2 separate regions of the Sus scrofa genome follow, and region 2 is linked to region 1. A link is a contact called in public Hi-C data. All regions are on one chromosome and are shown on one strand. Each heading gives the region's core, a stretch centred on a gene start, on an enhancer-like site or on the middle of the called end of the contact. The rest is flanking DNA. Distances are from core to core; before and after follow the strand shown. Region 1 has its middle 30 kb from the start of RSPH3. Region 2 overlaps EZR (ezrin).

What was found. A called contact is a pair of places that touch in the nucleus more often than the background predicts.
Region 2: a Hi-C map of epiblast stem cells shows a contact between it and region 1, with 2.2 times the contacts expected there. The contact joins two enhancer-like sites. A contact is called at or near these places in 6 of 47 Hi-C or Micro-C datasets (alveolar macrophages, blood, epiblast stem cells and 2 more) and 1 of 2 datasets of contacts at active chromatin or transcription factors (alveolar macrophages).

What each region holds. Positions count from the first base shown.
Region 1 is chr1:8,272,302-8,275,001 of Sscrofa11.1, forward strand. No RefSeq gene overlaps it. Among named protein-coding and RNA genes, the nearest start is that of RSPH3, 30 kb to the left of the region's middle. Within about 2 kb of position 1,365, at least 16 of the 83 cell types and tissues checked have an H3K27ac peak or open chromatin away from gene starts, as enhancers often do.
Region 2 is chr1:8,423,010-8,425,709 of Sscrofa11.1, forward strand. All of the region lies in intron 2 of EZR (ezrin), which reads left to right. Among named protein-coding and RNA genes, the nearest start is that of EZR, 21 kb to the left of the region's middle. Within about 2 kb of position 1,427, at least 17 of the 83 cell types and tissues checked have an H3K27ac peak or open chromatin away from gene starts, as enhancers often do.

The sequences.
Region 1 (2,700 bases), core at 115-2,614:
CAGTGGGCCCCAGCCTGTATCTTAGATGCTTAAAATAGTGTTGCAAGTACCTGACCTTAGTTGTCTTGTGGCACAGTGGATTAAAGATCCAATGTTGTCACTGCAGCGGCTCGTGTCGCTACTGTGCATAGATTCAGTTCCTGGCCCAGAAACTTCCATATATGTGTGCGCGCCCCCCACCTCCCCGCAAAAAAGAAAAGGATATGACCTTGGCTGTCATATTCTCTAGTCTTCTATCCAATACAGGGTCCTCAGGCTATGGCACATAGTGAGTTATAGTGTGCGGTTCTCATTATTAGAAATTTCTTTTATACTGACTAAGTCAAAATCTGTCCCATTATAACTTATGCTTTTTGGCTTATAAGCTGTTACAAAGTGGCATGGTTATGGTGGAGGGAGACAGAATAATTTTATTACTGTATCAGTCTATCCTATACTCCAGTGGTTTTTCTTTTTTTCCAAGTTTTTCTTTTTCCCAATGACGTATCACCACCTTTCCACTATTCCTCATGTGACATAATTTCAGAGCTTTCTCACTCTCCATCCTGGTTACTGCTTCCTTGAAAATCCTACTTGGTCAAAGCCATCTTCACTCATGTCTCCCAGAATTAGGCGTCTGACTGTAGATGAATCTGACTTAGCAAAGAGTGTGATCTGGACATAACCAGCTCACTTCCTCTAAATTCAGATATCTGGAAACCTCATTTTTAGAATATAGAAGAGAGGAAGCCAAAGTGATTTCTGAGTAGTCACAGTGTCACAAGACCCACACCTCTTGCAGCGGACCATGCAAACCATTCTAACATTGCTACACGGATTCGCTGTTTGATTATTAAGCCCGCAGCGTGTTAGAAGTAGTATACTGACAAGGAGAGAGCTGCTGTAGAAAGATGGTGGGCTAACATTTAGAAGAAAAATAAAGGCAGAATAAAAGCAGGAAAAAATAGTTCACAAGGCGCAGAAGTTTAGGGCAAAAATGGAATATTCCACAGAAGGTCTTGAAACATGTTACATTACAGCACAGTACAAAAATTAATGCTTATGGAAGAAGCACTTCTGGAATGGTGGAGTAAGGACTTCTGAAATCAGCTCCTCCATAAAAGCAATGAGAACACAGGCAAAAATTATCCAAAAAATAACATTTTCAGAACTCTGGAAATTAACCAGAGGCTTGCATCAGTGAAGAGCATTTATTTAAGGAAAATGGCTGAATCTCAGAAGAGTGGCATTTAAACTTGGCCTATTCCCATCTCATTCTTCCCAGCTCCACAGTAGCCTTGAAAACCAACAGACTCAAAACCATGGTAACTGAGAAAACCAGCAGCCCATCAGCCACTGGAGGGAGCAGAACATGCTCGGGGCTCCCTGGAAAAGCCACATCTCCAGAAAACTGTCACTGTTTGACCTCTCTGGCAGCTCCCTGGGTAAGCCCTTTAACAGAGCTTATCTTTATTTGATCTGACTAAGAGCTTGCTAAGTGAGGAAAGTCCTAACACCAGGACTTTTGTTTAAAAAAAAAGAAAGAAAGAAAAAAGAATCAGCAGCACTATTCTAATATCACAGCTGCCCTAGGCAAAAATGCCAGTCAGAGAAAGCAGGAGGCTGGCCAAAACCCTTGAAAAGGAAATCTGAGGAATGAGATGTCCATAGGGGGTTTTGAAAAGCTTCAGCATGTTCCTGGGAATCTACATGTAGGGTGCTTTGTAGGGTTGTTTGCAGGCCCAGGAAAGCCCTGGGAAGGCCCTCTTCTCTCACCCCTGGCTGACCTTGAGGAGCTACACAAGCAGGAGTTAGAAGCTAAGTCAGAGTTGTCAACTGCTGAAATATTGAAGGTGTGAGTCCACACACACAGAGCCCCTCGGCACAGGGCGCCTCAGTGGGATTGATCCCAGGAATGCCAGCTTGGTTTAACATTTCAAATTCAATTAATGTAATCTATCACAAAAATAGGCTAAAAATGAAATATCACATGATCATATCAATAGCTGCAGGAAAAGTGTTTGACAAAAGTCAACATCCATTCATGATTTGGAAAAAAACAAAACAAAACAAAAAAATCTCTCAGTAAACTAGGAATGAGGGAAATTCCTCGACTTGGTAAGGAATATTTACCAAAAATACCTGCAGCTGACACCGTGATGAGAAACTAGAAGCTTTTCCACTAAGATTAGGTACAAAGCAAGGATGTCCCCTCTCACCATTCGTTTTCAATATCATACTGAGTCTTAGCTAATACAATAAAAAGAATATAAGTATATGGCTTGACAATGAAGAAATAAAACAGTCTTTATTCACAGATGACCTGATTGTCTATGTAGAAAATCTGAAAGAACAAAAAAAGCCTCCTGAAACAAATAAGTGATTAAAGTAGGGTGACAGGATGCAAGATTAATATACAAAGTTAATTTACTATATATCCTTACTATGTATCAGCAATTAGCAAATGGGATTTAAAATTAAAACAATACTATTAAAATTAGCACCCCTTGTAAGTGAAGATTGGGGGTATAAATCTAACAAAATATGTGTAAGATTTATATGAGGAAAAACACAAAACTCTGATGAACGAAACCAAACTACTCGATGGAGAAACATTTCATGTTAATGAATAGGATGACTCTGTATTGTCAAGATGTCAGTTCTTCCCAACTTGTTCTATAGGATCAGTGCAGTCCCCATCAAGACTCCAGCTTATTTTTT
Region 2 (2,700 bases), core at 177-2,676, 150 kb after region 1:
TTATCACTGAATCCACTGCCTGAAATTCAAACATTCAAATGTTACTATTTGAATTTCCCTTTCTGCTCTAAATGGTTTTACTGATTCTTGAGTACATAGGAAAATCACTGCAAACCTTTTATTTCCCCTGCTGCTAAAATTAAACCTGGTTGGTCTCTGATGACATAAATGGTTGCTTGTCTGTGAGTTTGTGGAAGGACTGGTCTTGAACTCTTCCTCCTGTCTTGGTCTTTAAAGTGGTTGAATTTATTCTGTTAAATGCGTGATTGGAGAGGGTATCTTAAGCCAAGTGTGAAGTATTTCAGGAGGAAGTAGACATTTCTCACAGGAAAAAAATGCATAACTGGATGTATTTACCAAAACGAGGAAGGTAATGGGGGAGGTCATCTGACAGCCAGAACTCTGCCGTCTCGCGCGGGTTAGAAGTGAAATGCAGTCTTGTCAGCCGGGGTCTTTCCTGCCTCTCTCAGACTCTTGGCAGACATTTAGATGCCGTTTTGAGAGAGTTAAACTGAGGAGCCTTAAAAGACTTGTTTTCCAAAGTATTCTGAAAAGTACTGGTCCTTTGGGATCGTCCATGGGAAAAAAATCTCTGCAGGCAGAACAATCTGGGAAACCTAGATTTAGGCACCAGCCTGGACGGGGCAGTTTGATTGAACACAGCAGAGGCTCTCAGAGCCTTTCAGTTAAAGAAAGAAAAGAAACAGAGCCTTAACCTACGTGACCTCAGCACACTGCTCTCCTCCCCGCCCCATCACCGCTTGGTCTCTCTTTTTAAATTCAGATAATTTTGCAGAAACTACTTGGCCACTGATTTGGACGATGTCGAAAAGCCACTCTGATAATTAAGTTACAGAATGTTGGGGCTCAAGATCCCTCACAGATAAGGTCATTTCCATTTTACCAGCGAGCAGGGAAGTTTGTCCTCCTTCAGACTTGGGGAGGGGGCGCTGCCATGGTCAGTGAGGAGGTCGGGGCCCTGGGGCGCCTCCTGCCCTCGGCCTCGTTCCTTGGGGCCCCTCTGTGATTGCCCAGCTGCTTGAGGGGTGAGCCCGGGACAGGGATTTATTTCATCCTAATAGGGTGAGTTTATATTTTTAAAAAACAGATGGGGGCTTAACAGTTTTTACTCTTTTTTATTGGAAAATGCGATGTCAGTTGCGTTGGCGCTGCAGAACCGGAACTGTTGTGTGTCTGACCGGAGAGGTACAGCCCCCTCCTTGGAGACTGAAACGGGCGTGAGCTCTTCCTTTGACCATGAAAACAGTCGCCCTGCGGGCTCCTCATAGGGTCACGTCATTATTTTCTCCCGAATCACCCCCTTCCGTCTGCTCGTGGACGCCTCGTACCCTAAGGAGGAGCTTTCCCCCCTGTGCGCACAGCTGAGCGCTGAGTGCGGCTGGCATCTCACCTCGGACCTTGGACTTCAGCCCGAGCATTTCAGAGCTGGAAAGGACCGCGGGTCAGCCGGCCCGCACCCTCTCTTTGCAGAGCAGGGGTCCTCTGCCCCCAGGGGAAGGAAGTCCTCCGTGGGTCACTGCTCCAGGCCTCGGCTCCCAGGGGAGGCCCCCTGCTCCAGGGATCCGTGAACTTGGCCAAATCTCAAAGTCACTTGAGTGGCTTTAAAAAATACTGCTCTTGGGCTGAGGGCCCAGAAACTCAGGTGTTTGAAAGCTGCTCTGGGGCTCTGGTGGTTAGTCCCAATTGGGAGCGGCTGTGGTGTATGGCGTCTGAGTCGCCTATTTAAGTCCTAAGGGACAGCGCCCCCGGCTCCCCCAGGAGGCGCTGATGCTCTCAGAGGGCCTGCGCCCAGAAGGCGTGCACCGTGCCCACCAGTTGGGGCGGGCTGGGAACGGTAGAAAATGGAGCTGCTGTGGTTCTTCCACATGTAGTGTGGTGGTTTTGAGCTGAGCTAACCCATAAGAAGAAGAGCAAATAGAATTTTTAAGAGTCCTTAGCTAAGCAAGGCAGGTTTACTGGTTGAATCCTGATGCTAAATAATACACGCACTGTGTGGTCAGCTGGACTGGAGCAGAGATCTGTGAAACCCCAGGCGTTTATTCATGAGAAAGAACACGTGCATATGGTGTTTTCCTTAAGTTTAAGAAGGTCTACTGGCCATTTTCATTAGTTCTTGTTTTAGAAATAAAATGAAATTCATTGCTGTTTTTGTTTTTAGGCATTTGTCTTTGCATATACTTGCATATTCTAGTAATAGATGAGAAACTTACCTCTCTTACTGAAACAAAAACTAGGCTACTGTCAGAGTCGAAAAAAGATTTTTCTGCCAAATGTGGTCGGTGTGAAAAATACACAAATATCCAGTAGAACCTCATTTTTCTCAAGGGGTTCCAGCATCTTCAATACCAAGTTTTGTGTCCAAGATACATTAACTTATTCTAAAGTTTTGACCTGGTAGAGTAGCTGTGGAAAAACCTCATTGTCGTTCACTGGTAGGGTGCTGACCTAACTTCCGCGTCTGTACTTGCTGATGAATTCCCGTGGCAGAGTGGAGTGTGCTTCTGTCTGGTTTCTTTTAGGTGCTAACATTCTATGTCTTCTTTTTTTTTTTGTCTTTTTAGGGCCGCACCCATGGCATGTGGAGGTTCCCAGGTTAGGGGTCTAATTGGAGCTGTAGCTGCTGGCCTACACCACAGCCACACCAGATCTGAGCCACGTCTGTGACCTACACCACAGCTC